2 separate regions of the Gossypium hirsutum genome follow, and region 1 is linked to region 2. Evidence: chromatin contacts called from public Hi-C data. All regions are on one chromosome and are shown on one strand. The core of a region is the stretch at or near the end of the contact, and the rest is flanking DNA. Distances in the headings are between cores, read along the strand shown. Region 1 holds the start of LOC107948550 (UBP1-associated protein 2C). Region 2 holds the start of LOC107948276 (protein EMSY-LIKE 1).

Region 1 (7,836 bases), core at 265-2,764, 490 kb before region 2:
AGAAGATTCTATGCCACAATAGTCTTTAATTCTTTATATACCAACACTCTCATTTTATATGTTTAAAACTATATTAAGGATTTTATCCAGCTCCAAAGATTTACAATTTTGTTGGTCCATATTTGCTGGCACGATTGCTGATATTTTTTTGGTCCATATTTTATTCATCTGAATCTAATTAAAAAAATTAGAGAACTTTTCTTGACACGATTGCTGATATAAACAAAGCACTTCAGTCCCCTTATATTCTTCTAATATTTCATGAAAGCAAAATAATACATATGCTTTACAACGGTGCCTCTTTTACATTTTAGAGCTTTCCAGAATCAAAATCACTTCACTCGTGATTAATGTACTCTCTTCAAGAGCATACAAAGAAGGTGTAACACTGTTTGTCGGACATATAGAATAGGTTTCGCTCATGTCTCTCCTATATAGAACTTCCGGAAGAATAAATGATAGTTGCACTAAAAATTTGGTCTAACATCTATTATGATTCCAGATGTAAAAAGAACATATCAAGACCCTTACAGCAGAAAAATGAGGTAATGTTCTTAAAAAAGCCATATCCTTAACTAAGTGCATCTAAAATAGGAACTAAACCTCGGGAAAAAGTATAACAATAAGAAGGCTCTTAATTCCAAAGGCCAATACAGAAACATCCTAGAATTAAGTGTAAACTGAAGCATGCAAAAATGGCCCATTATGGAAAGGAAAATGCATAAAGCAGATGTAAAAATACTCAAAAGAATATTCTTTATAAATAGACCTAAAAGATCCTATGCTTCGGCGAATCTAGCATAAACAAACAAGTATTTTAGCTATCCATAAATTGATCAAAACTAAAATTGGACATTTTAAAATTTTACAAGGTCAAGCTCATTAGAGCAGTAATTATAATAACTACAATGCTAACAAGGTCAAGAAGTTCAAGTTTAACAACTAATCTTAAACTTAAGCTAAACACTTCCAGAAACATTAAGAAAAATATAAAAGAAATTCCCCCAGAATTAACCACAGCCCCCCGGCCCCCAATCTTAGCCCCCCAAAATTCAAATTTTATAGCGGTTTTTAATAAGAAAATAAAAGAAATTGAGAAAATAAGGGAAAGGCATAAACATACAGTCTAGAAAGAAGATCGACGAGCTGGGATTTAGCAAGAGGGTCAAGCAAAGAACGTAGCTCTTCTTGAGTTGATAACTGGTCGTTGTTGCCCATCTCTTCCATCTTTCTCTTCTTCAAATCCTCCATTTATTTTGCTTTCCTTTCTCGGCTTTGTTTCTGTCTGCAAAAATGGGCTGTTTTGTTCACGAGTTTACGAGGGTTTTTAGGTTAAGGATGGAGTTGTCTTGTTTTGGGTAATGTTAAGATATGAAATGAAACTTTTTTTTTGTAAACACTGTTACAATATCCGCCTTACAGTTTCCGGTTTCTACAGTTAAAGCCCAAAGTATTTGAGATGGACTTATTGTATGAGGGTGGGCGTGGAACAATCAATTTGTCTAATCTGGGGCGGGAGTTCTAGCCTAGGGTCACTAGGTGAAGTCATACATGTTTACCTAGTAACGGCTTACTTTCTTGTAATTTTTACATGATTATTTTATGTTTCAAATAAAAGTAACATTTTACCAATTACTTAATTTATTATATATATCAAGTATAATATAATTTATAATCTAGCACCGTTTGAAAAAAAACTTTTAACTAATGAAAATGTCATTTATTATCTATTTATTACTAAATTGGCAATTTATTAATTATTTCTAATTATGATGTGATAATAACAAAAGTACTCTTAATTTATAAATTATAATTAGATAAATTAAAATAATATTTAATTAATTATTATATAATAATATCAAAAGTGATTTAGCCGTAGATAAAATTTTATTTTCACATTTCTTTTATATAAATATTATAAAATATTATTCTATAAATAATAATTATAATTATTTATTAATAGTGTTTTTATATAAAATATTATTGATATAAATTATTGATAATCAAGTATTTTTAGAGTAATTAATTAGTTAAATAATTAATTTTTAAAATTTTAAATTTTATCCAATGAGATTTTGAAGTGAAAGACAAAATGATAATTTTATATTTTAAATATTTTACCCATGAATATATTAAAATATGAGACTATATTAATATGTGTGGTGATGGAATATATTTTGAAAATTTTTGACACCAAAAACAATGCTAACCACAAAAGAAAATTAAGAGGTTTGATTTTTGACCCGCTCATTGTCTTTTAAATTAAACTAAATTAGCTTAATAGGCTAATTTTTTTAATTAAGTCTTTAGGCTGATTTAAAATTTAATTAAAGAAATATGTCGTTTTTAAGATAGAGAAAGTAAAAGCGTGTCCAACTGGGCACGCTTTATGCACATATGGTAAGAAAGTACGCCCAGCTGGACACATTTTTCCTTTCTCTCTCCAGAGTTAGGGCTTTTATTTTTTTAGGATTAGGATTTGGGGTTTTTTTAGGGTTTAGGGTTTTCGACTGAAACAACGAAAGTTCTTAGGTAACTTTGAGGGGTCGGAGATGTGATAATGCGCATCAGCACACATACATTTTATATGTCATAGCGAGATAGGACCATCCTTAGAAACCCATCGTGGGGAAATCAGGTTTCAGGGTAATAATACTTGATACAATCAAGGGTCGAAATTTAGGTGGAGACCCAATCGACGGTCATGATGTGGTCATAAGTTCGAGTATAACCAGGGGGCTAGGTGACAGTCGTTACGCAGTCAAAAGTTCAAGCTTTTTGCATACCCGCAAACAATGCCCTATATATACCATACATAAGATTTATGTCATAATCATATGGAAAAACTCTGGGGATTTATAGTGTAATCAACGTAATATTTTTTCTCTATTTCCAAGTAGCCGATTTCTTTATCCTTTCATTCTTGTCTGAAGGCTGACACTGAGGTGGACACAAGAGGGCTCTCAGGTGGAGAGTGAATGTTTCGGCATAGTAGAGGTCAAACTCAGGTCGACGCGGTTGTAACACCCCTATCTCCATTGCTGGATTAAATTTAAGGGATATTACTACAGTTTACGAATCCAATGACAACGTAAAACCATACAGTATTAATTTAATTATCAAATATTCAAAACCAATCTTTCTTCATAACTTATATACGAGTATGATCCTTAAATCAAGCTCTAAAATTAGTTTGGAAACAAATAGGGATTAATCTGAAACAAACTAGAAAAATATGATAAAAACTAAAAACAGGGGTCATAAACATGGTTGTGTGGCCAATCGTGTGACAAGGCATAGACTGTGTAATTCAGTGGTACGGTCATGTTGCCATGCCATGTGGAAAAACTTGCACCTAAAAATCAATAAGGCACACGATTGTGTAGTAACATCCATACCTGTACCCGTCCCCGGATTAAGGATAAAGGGTATTACTGTACAATTCATAACAATTAATAACAGATAATATCAAGTTTAACAAATGTAATTAACAACTCATAAATAATTAGATTGGAGTGAAACGTACAATTATGGACCTTAAATCAAGCCCACGTGGCTTTAAAAATAGTTTATGAACAATCAAGGACTAATTTGAAGCAAAACAGTACGTTCAGGAAAAAACTAAAAATTTTCAAAATATGGGTTACACAGCCGTGTGTCTAGACTATGTGACAGAGCCCAAACCGTGTAGCTCTAAATAGGTTCGTGTGGCTACTCCACACGCCCATGTGCTCACCCGTGTGTCCAGCCATGTAACTTATTACCTTGGCTCACACATCAATGTCTCTACCCACGTATCTCCCCGTGTAACTCACTAACTTGGGTCACACGATCGTGTCGCAAGCCATGTGCTAGCCCGTGTGAACCCTGCACCTAACACGCCCGTGTGGGTTGCCCGTGTGTGACACACGATCATGTGACAGATCATGTCCTATGCCATGTGTGCCCAAAAATGACCCAAAATATGCCCATTTCATATCCAAATGCTGAAGTACCTAAACCAATTCTCAAACATCCTTATGAGACTTCAAAATGCATTTCAATGACACCCAAAACATGCCAAACCAATCATTATAAGGCCTAACCAATGTGTCATCAATGACACCGTATTTCAAACACTTAACATTTCACTTAACTAGAATTACATTACACAAGCCTCAACTCACTCAAACAACCTGCATTCAATTCTAACATACCTTGCTTAATTCATATCAAACTTACCATTCCATGCTTGGCCACTCATGCTTAAACTTGAAACTTAATATGCTTACCACATTAGTTACTCATTCCACAACATAAAAAACATAACACATACACATTACAAAATACTTGTGAACCATTACAATCACGAACAAATGGTCCTATTACATGCCATATAAGCCAAGTTAAATTCAAATTCTACTAAAGAGGTCCTCGGATAGTGTGATTCTTCGAGTTGATTCAATCTCCCGATTTCCACAAAAACATAATTTACAAAGAAAAAGAGAATGACACGAGTAAGCTTACATAAAGCTTAATAAGTTCGTCGATTAACGATAAAGCTTACCGAATCAAATATAATATTCAAATAACAATATTAATGAACAAAGTTCCTAACAACAAGGTTATTAACAGATTTCCTGTCAATCATAGCTCACAATAGGTGAGTGATGCTCAACAATAGTACAAATCATTTATCTACATTTCAATAACATTCGGAGATAATAAAACGATGCCAATGAACGATATATTGATATGAGTACATAGTTAACCATAGAAATACACCAGGTGCTCATACGAGCTAGACCAATCGATAAAACTCCTCGGCACCAAATGACTAGCCCGTAGGCTAACATCCATCCCCGTAACACACTAGAAACACTGTAATATAACTCGATAGTCCGCAACAAATGCAAGACCTCAATATATTTAGTAAACAAAGGATATTCTGAAATCATCGTCACTTCTCATTTCAATCTTGTATCGTGCACAAAATAACCTATTGGCATACTAATCGTAGTCTATCCTACGTTCATCGGGCTCGGGATTTATCCATAGAAAACAATGCTATCGTTTCATTACATCAATTCTCATTTACAAGACATTATTTGTATTAATTAGCATTCAACCATTGAATTTCATCTAATACGCATTTAAAAATGTATTAGAATTAAATTGATCGAACTTACCTAACTAAACTGCAACACAACAAGGTATAGGGACTATTCCATAATTTTTTCTTTTCCGCGATTTTCAACTCATTGTTGATCTAAAATAATAATTTTATTCAATTAAATAATTCTAACAGAAAAACCAACTCATTTTATGCAATTAAGTCCTTTTTATGTTTTTACAAAATTACCCTCAACATTTTACTTTTATGCAATTTAGTCCCTAAGCCCAAAACATGCAATTTAACCATTTTCATTCAAATCCAAGCTTAGCTGAATATTCAAGGGTTTCACTACAGACCATATTTTTAATTATTTCATATCAAGCCCTTGTAATTTTATTACGTTAACAATTTAGTCCTTAAACATTAAAATCATCAAAAACTACTTTACAAAATAGTCCTATCTAACAACCACACTCAATAATCTTTCATAAAATTTCAAGAATAACTAACACTCATTAATGGCATTATCCATAATGTTAAATATTTTTACAAATTAGTCCCCGAGTTAGCAAGATTAAGCTAATACGAGCTTAAAAACATAAAAATTACTTAAAATGGTGAAATTTCACATACCTATTGAGAGACCCAAGCTTGACCAAATGTTTTCCAAGCTTCCTTTAGTGCCACATCCCAAAAACTGGGTTAGTAGAAATTGGGTTAATGAACCGAGAGTGGTCACAATCGAATTTTGTGTTTCAATAATCTTTTACTTATTTGATAAAAAATATCAATTATAGTGATTGAGTAGTGGCGGAACTATCCTTGATGAGATGAGTTTGAACACGTTCCCTCTTATTAATTTCTTTTTTGTGCAAATTTGTTTTAAACCCTTAGCAAAGGTCATCCCATGTTTTTAATATTTTCTATTAAAATAGAAACAAGGAAGTGAAGTGGTCAAGTGGTTAAGTGCTCTTAAGCTATCCTAGAGGTCCTAAGTTCAAGTTCCCTTGTTTTCATCTTTTTATTTAATTTTTAACACAAAACCCATGTGTTTTATAAGTTTTTGTCCACCATATAGTCACCATATTTAGGAGGATTTTTTTCCTCCATTAAGAGACAAACTTACCTTAAGTTGAGGGTGCATGATCCCCCTTTTCACTCTATGTCTCCTTCCCTTGCCAAAACTTCTCATCCTTGCCATAGAAGAGGTTCACTGAACCTAGACCTAGTTGCCAACCTATTCCCACTCTCCTAACCTCACATTTTCGTCCCCTCTTGTAATACCCCTAACCCTTATCCGTCGCTAAAAGAGGGTTACAAAACATTACCGAAATACATAACTCAAATCAGTCATTTCCAACATTTCATAATCATTGCAAAATTCAATCAAACACATGCATAATGTTCCTAATTCGAGCGCTTGAGGCCTAAGAAACACTTTAGAAATGATTCGGGACTAAATCAAAAACATTTAAAACTTCATGGAAAAAGATAGAAAAATTCACATTGTAGGGGTCACACAGCTATGTGACTCACACGGTTGAGACACACTCTCGTGTCTAAGGCCGTGTGGACATTCGAAGTAGGGACACATGAATGTGTCCCAGCCCGTTCCCATGCCCGTGCAACTCTCTGACTTGGGTCGCACGGTCAAGCCACACGCTTGTGTGCCAAACCGTGTAACTCTTGAAATGGCCTCACACATCTGTGTGCTAGACTGTGTAACTGCCTGACTTGCAACCCGTTTGAAACCTACAGGGGACACACAAAAATGTTGCATGGCCATGTGTCACACATGGCTGAGACACATACTCGTTTCTTAGGCCGTGTGGACAAGAAGTAGGCCATTTTCAAGCCATTTCCTTCATCCAAATCATGCACACACATAAAAGCCATTTGCACCCATTTCAAGCATTCAAAATGTACATGAAATGTGCATAATCAAACTAGATCACTATGGTATCTATTCATACAAGCAATTTGCCAAAAGGCACATCAATTCACATAACATTAAATATACTTAAACATAAGCATAACTTATCCATTTATCAACTTAACATTTGCAACCTAATTCCATACCAAAACCTACCATAATGGCCATATACCAAGATCACATTCAAGCATACCAAAAGAGCCATTCAATACATATTATCCCTAACCATTTCAACATTAGCCAACAAGCACCAAAATGCTAAAATGCTATCAACCAAAGTACCTTATTTACAAACTAAACATATTAGCTATTTTTTCAAGTACAAAACACCTATACATGCCATTATAACCATGACTTAAAAACATCAAAATCTACTAATATAGCCGATGGATAGTGTGATAGGTTTCCGACGATCTTTCAACTCGAACAAGCTTTCGATTTACTACAAAACATAGAAAAATAACATAAAGTAAGCATATAATGCTTAGTAAATTAGTAAATCATAAACACAATATGAATCAATCCAACACAAGCTTGGCACAAGCCTAAGCATCACCAACAACACAAATTAGTGCTTAATCACATAACTTAACAATATCATCATATGATAAGATAGATTTCATAAACATAATTCATATGAACTCATACTTTCCATAATTAAGAATATACATACTTCATACCTTTCCCTAATATCAAAGTGAATTTTATTGAACCCTTACCGAAGCTTACACAAAGTGTGTTAAACGATGGTCGAAACCATCCTTTTTCATATTCGATGGTCGTCACCATCCCTTTTCATATTCGATGG
Region 2 (6,840 bases), core at 1,119-3,618:
TGGTTTTATTTAATTAACCTTTATTTACTAAATACCAAAATTAACCTTTAAAAACATCAAAAATTTCTAAATTACCAAGCCACTATCATCCATTATCATAATATTGGGATATTTACCACATAAGGACCTTCACTTTAAAGTTTTATTGCTATTAGACAGCGTTAGTTATTAGAACACCACTTTTTCACTTTACGCGATTTAGTTATTTTTATCAAATTGACCATTCAAACAATAAAATTTCTTAACGAAATTTTCACACAATCATACTATCATGTTGTAAACATTAAAATAATAATAAAATGATTATTTCAACTTCAGATTAGTGTCACGAAACCACTATTTTGATTTGACTAAAAACGAGTTTTTACACAACCTGGCACACGGGCATGTGAGGCTAATTAGAGTGTTACAGGGCCTAGCACACGAGCATGTGGCTTGGCCGTGTAGTCTAACTTAAAGAGTTACACGGGCGAAGACACGGGCTGGGGACACGGTCGTCTGTCCCTATTTCGAAGGTTACACGGCCTGATGCATAGGCGTGTGTCTCAGCCATGTGAGACACATGGCCTAGCCACACGGTCATATGACCCTTGAAGTCCAAATTTTCTAACTTTTTCTTGAAATTTCTGAATGTTTCCAATTTAGTCTCGAATTATTTCTATAGTAGTTTTAGGGCCTCGAGGACTCGATTAAGGGACGTTATGAATGTAATTGAATGTAATTAGATTATGTTTGTATTGATGGATGAATTGAATGGTTTACTGTTTTATTTGTACGATAATGCTTTGTAACCCTATTCCGGCGACAAATACGTATTAGGGGTGTTATAGGGACAGTAAACACAAGAGTCTATATGATGCCTTTATGTCATGTTTTGTTTGGATTTTGTGGCGTGATCTACCATGTATGTCTAGTAAGTTGTGTATATCTATTTTTATGGTAAATTATGGATAAATTCTGTTAGATCTATAATAGGTATGGCTAAGATAAGGTATTGATATGCTCAGGGTTAAAGGTTGAATAAGATTTGTGAAATAATTGAGTAAGTTTTTGAAAAGAACTGTGTATTTGTATATTAATAAAGGTATCCACTATGATGGTCTAATAATATTGGATATTGATATATTCGTATCTATGTATGACCTAAGAAATTGTCATTGTAGGTTTGTTTGTGTTATGAAATGGTTGAATTCGAGTTATATGGAATCTGTTATATTTGGGTGGTATAATGACTTCGTCTGAAATCATATGAAATCTTATTATTGATTATTTTGAGCATCTGGGTTTCTAGAGTAAAATTACATGAAAGTTGTCTGATTGATCTACGTATTATACTATTAGTATGGGTTTGGTGGTATTGAATAAGTGTATGATTTGATTAATAGTTTGATGGTACTTTGATCTACATAAGTATTCGCCAAAATTTGTATGTATTCGCCCATGATTTATGTTTTTTGAACAATTGCTTTGAGATAAGTGCAAGTATTAGGATGTGGTCTGTATGAAACATATTTTGAAGGTATGTTTTGCCTGGAAGTACATATGTAAACAAGAGAATTAAGAAATGTCTGAAAGAATCTTCAATTAGTTAGAAAAGAAAGAAGTGATATACTAAGAGTATGATAGTTAATGTGTATGTGTGTATCAAAACTGTAGTGGAGTTTGCCCAATATAAGGGGTTCAAAAGAAAGATTGGCACATATGTGTTCTTTAAAAAAATAAAGTATTCGCCAAGGTAATTTATAATAATGCTCACTAAGTTCTTTTGAACTTATAAGGTTGTTGTGTCTATAGTTAACAAACTTCTTTATTGTAATGATCTGTATCATGTCTGATGTAATAAGTCTTTTTAAGTACTCCCTCTGTTTTTAAATATTAATTTTTCAGTTAAAATGATAAAATTTAAAGAGATAGAAATTGTAATTTGTTATGTTAAATTGTTAAGTATTGTGTGTAGTAACACCCCAAAATCCAAATGCGGCAAATCAGGTCGAAGGCATTACAAAACTAGTCAAACACATTTAGGAAATTATAGTTCCTTGTAATTACTAGAACATAATGTAATTACCCTTTCATTTTATTTCATGATTTTCAAAACTAGAATAAACCACGTTCGATTTAACTAGTATCGATAGAGGTATCAGCCCGTGAATTGGAACTTACCATGCTAAAAGAACTAATTTAACTAATTTTTTTATCTTTTTCTATAATTTTTTAATAAAGGAATCCTCAGAAATTTTAAAGAAATGAAAAGATCAAGTATTAGAGCCCAAATAGATAGAAGAAAATAAAGAAAGGAAGGCAGCAAGCCCAAAAGGCCTAAAGCAATAATAGATATCCGGGAGACAATAGAGTGAAATTTATGTTTGATCAAAACAAAGATCTTTGGAGCAGAACAATACATGTCCGAACTGGACCGGAACTATCTCTAAACGAGAACACTTTAAAATAGGACAGCAAACCAAATCAATCTCTTCCAAAACAAATCCAAAGCGAAGCCGTAAGAAGTGAAGTTTTTCATTTCAAGTCCAAAAAGTCCCTCCCTTGCCCTCTCTTCCCCCATCCCTGCCTTCAATAAAATCTCTTTCGAAATAACCAACACGTACATACCTTTCAACTTTCTCTCTAAATCTCTGTACTTGGATTTGGATAGGATTTTTGCATCGTCGGCAGCTTCTTCCTTCAATTTCCTTCTCTCTTTCTCTCTCTCTGGGCAACTTCTCGTTAGGGTTTTTGTGGGTTGGTGTTTTCCTTCAACAAAGAGAACATCTTTTACTGCTTCGTCTTTTTATTTCTCGGTATGGACTATGAAGTTTGCGATAGTAGTGGTATGTTGCATTTATTAATGTCATAATTGTTGTATTAAACAATGTTGCTGTTTCTGGGTTCATTTTTCTTCTTCACCTCCTTTTTTTTTCCTTTCGATATTTGAAAATTGGATAATGGGTGCATTCATTTTCTTTTTGGGTGGGGGTAAGATTAGAAATGAGGGTTTAGGGTTTAATTAATTGGGGTCATTGACTTTTTGATAAATTTCACTGCGGAAAGGCTGTTGTTTGGCTTTTACTTTCTGGGTAACTTTTGGGTTTTATTTCCACATTTTTTATTTGAATTCTAAGTGGGATTCAAATATAGAGAACTTCAGTATATAATTTCTTTTTTCTGTTTGAGAAAAAAAAAGCAATTTTCTTCTCTCTCTCTCTTTCTCTCTCTTTCAATTCTTTGTCCATATTATGCTAGATTTTTTGTTACTAAACAAGAAGATTCATGATAAACCCATTTATTTCCATCTTTTTTTATGTATATTTGTTCGATTGCATTTCCTTATAACTGTTCTTTTGAGCCTTGCAAACAAGGGCATCAGAATACTATTAATTGCCCTGGGATGCCTCTATGCTGCTTGGTCATTCTTGTTTTTATAATGACAACAGGTACCGATGATGATTTGCCTCCTTCACAGCCAACTAGAGTTCCAATAAGGGGTAATATTGCTGGAAATGGAAGATCTATTGTAGGTTCTGCTTCATATTTTAGGATGCATTCTGACATGGAATCCCAAATACATCTACTTGAGCAAGAAGCTTACTGTGCTGTTCTGCGTGCTTTTAAAGCTCAATCCGATGCCATTACTTGGGTATGATGTATTACACTTGTTGGACTTGGTTTTAATTTGCTTTCCTGTTTATTTCATATTGATCGGGTTTCCATGCTTTGGCATATGCTGGCATATTCAGGAAAAGGAAGGCCTGATAACAGAACTTAGGAAAGAACTGAGGGTGTCAGATGATGAGCATAGAGAGCTTCTGACTAAGGTTAATGCTGATGATATTATCAGAAGGATAAGGTTCGGATGCTTCATGAATTACTCTGACTTCAGGGTCCAGTGATTGATTATTATTCTGTTTAATGGATTATAAATGGGCAATTGTATCAGGGACTGGAGACAAAGTGGTGGGAACCAGCCTGCGAGACTTGGTGCATCTCATAGCATCCACAGTGTTTTGCCTAGTCCAACTGTTTCAGCATCCCGCAAGAAACAGAAGACATCTCAATCGGTAAACTCCCTATCATTGCTGGTGGAATAACAAGTTTTAGAACATTATTAGTAGTTCTTTGTGTTAAGCTTTCTTCTTTGGATGCTAGCTAGTGAAGCTGCTTTAGGAGCTTGGACCAAATGCAAGGAGCAATGATAATGATTTCGTTATAGAAATGTGAATGTGTAAATTGACTTATATTACTTGAAAATTTCCCCTACAGGGTCAGTCATTGCCTGGCCTATCTTCGGCAAAGCCTATGCATTATCCTGCTGCAGTTTCTGCTGGAAATAGGCAATTCAATAACCGTGGCACTATCACTAGCCTTTCAGCGAATGAACGTGCTGAAGGAGCAACTTTTGATCCCTTAATTGGAAGGAAAGTGTGGACAAGATGGCCTGAAGACAACCATTTCTATGAGGCTGTAATCACTGATTACAATCGCTCTGAGGTATGTTCAAGGCATACAAAGGCATTTTCTGTCTCTCTCTTTGTGACTCATCATAAGCTGTTGGATTTAGTTGTTATAGAGAGGATTGACTGCATAGTATGCCTATTTTTACCCAATACTGCAAGTATTTTATTTATCTATGTTTTACTAATTTGTCTGCAATCTGTTAATATTTTGAGCTGGGGCGAAGTATCAATTTTCTAAAGGCCTCCAAAATTACAATCTGATTATTCAAAAGGATTATTCTTTATCCACTATGGTTTAATTATCTTCTAATGATTGTAAAATGACTTTCAGAATTACTTGTATTAATTCCATGTGATGCTAAGTCATCAACGGTATATTTTATTGTTGTTTTACAGGGTCGACATGCTTTGGTTTATGATATTAATACAGCAAATGAGACTTGGGAATGGGTTGATCTCAAAGAGGTAAGTAGATATGATTTTTTATTTTATTTTAAAGTTCGATGTGTTTTCTAGTCTTTACCTTGTGTAGCAGCAAAGTTTGTGTTGACAAATATGATTTTTATTTTTTATATTGATGTTTTGTATATAATGCTCTTGATTGTGTATAGTTTCAAGAGTTAAGTGGCACCAATTCCTTTACTAAATTTACACAAAAACCAAATGTTTTAACATTTAACAAAAATAAAATTAGGATACATATGCCAAATTTTAATACCTTTTAAGAGTCTACCTTCTTCTAATCAGATAACTTTCTCTTCCCTTTCAAAACACTTAAAAATTGTTATTTGCAACATTAGTGAAATTTGTTACATGCAAATAAAACCTGATTGTTGGTTTTTATGTGTTCACATATGTCTTACGGCATAAATTAGAATTTGGAAGTTAGCTAGGCCTTGTTTGAGCTGAAGTCAGTTGGTTTTGGGGAGGAAAGTTTAAAGCCTTATAAAGTCATACTTTCTCGATAACGAAAGGGTCTTTCTGAAAACTAGCAAATATCAATCAGATTGACACAGTAAAGTTGTTTTGATTATAAATATTTTTTAGTTGTTATTTTCAACTAGGTTACTATGGAATTTTAAAGCGTTGGTGTTTTAATATTTTGAGGGTAGGCATTATGTTGAACTAAACCAAATTGTCCTAGAATATTACTAAAAATAGGCCTATAGGCTGTAGGTATAATGTAATGAAGTACAGTTACTAACATTAGTAACCTTAATGAAGATAACATATATAGTTCAGATGCAACTAATGTCGCTTTTATTTGACTGCACTCTTTTGTTGCTCGGACTTTTCATATTTCTTGTAGTTTCTTTGTCCAACACTAGTCTCTACCACATGGATATGAGTATATGGCCCCCAAGGATCCTCCAAATACATAGAAAAACTTGAAAAAAATTCAACTATACCCATGTCTATATGTACCCATATCCGATACCACGCCGAGTAACATAGCTTTTCATTTCCAGCAGTTGTAATTAATATGAATCTTTTCTTCCATGACATGAGAGTTTTTGTGGGCAAGGGGTAGGATGATTGTTTTTACACGTGGCTACTATGCAATTAAGCACTATTAAACTGTTTTCAAGTTTATCTTCTAGGAAGTGATAGGAATCTGGTGTTATTTTTGTAGCCATTTTTTTATGCACTTGTTTAGTTATTTCGTTGTTGGTTATGCATGTCTTCCTAATTTGTTAAGAAGTGAGCTATTATAGATACCTGTGAACTATATGTTTCAATTTCTGTACTTGATGACATCAATGCTTGGTGCTCTATTATAGTGTTATATTCCTCATAACCTTCATTTCCGAGCTTCTCATATAAAGTTCTTTCATTATCTTAATTTGTAGGAATATTCTGTAAATATTTTAGGAATATTTTGTAGATATTTTTTTTTATTAAAATCCCTTATTTTAAGGGATCATATCTCCTATTTAGTATCTTTCCTAACTTAGAGTTTCCTAAAGTAGTGTCATAGGTTGTATATAAAAACTCTGATTTATGTTCTATTTAGTATAAAATACTCTGATTTCTACATGGTATCAGCTTAGGTTACGATTTCTTTTTCAACCTAGACCATGTCCGAAACTCCTTCTCCTACTTCGGAGATTACTTCAAATCCAGAAAATTTTTCTGGTTCCGATGCTCCATCAGATTCGTCTGGTCTGACTATCACCTGCCATCGATTGAATGGCAACAATTTTCTTGAATGGTCCCAATCAGTTAAGATTTTTCTCTTGGGCAGAGAAAGATTGGACTACGTTACTGGTGAAATCAAGAAGCCTGCTGTGACTGATGCTGGTTTTGCTAAGTGGATGCGTGACAATGGTCAGGTTATGACTTGGCTCCTTAATTCCATGACCCCGAGTATAAGCAAAAACTTTCTTCT

What was found. A called contact is a pair of places that touch in the nucleus more often than the background predicts.
Region 1: a Hi-C map of hypocotyl shows a contact between it and region 2, with 4 times the contacts expected there. The contact joins the promoter of LOC107948550 here to the promoter of LOC107948276 in region 2. A contact is called at or near these places in 2 of 34 Hi-C or Micro-C datasets (hypocotyl and leaf).

Annotation. Positions count from the first base shown.
Region 1 is chrA04:26,444,002-26,451,837 of Gossypium_hirsutum_v2.1, reverse strand. It overlaps LOC107948550 (UBP1-associated protein 2C), which reads right to left and starts at 1,514. Exons shown (of 6, transcript XM_016883137.2): 1 at 1,124-1,514. The coding sequence starts at 1,251.
Region 2 is chrA04:25,960,641-25,967,480 of Gossypium_hirsutum_v2.1, reverse strand. LOC107948276 (protein EMSY-LIKE 1) reads left to right here and starts at 2,368. Exons shown (of 10, transcript XM_016882770.2): 1 at 2,368-2,828; 2 at 3,432-3,634; 3 at 3,735-3,844; 4 at 3,935-4,055; 5 at 4,258-4,485; 6 at 4,848-4,916. The coding sequence starts at 2,801.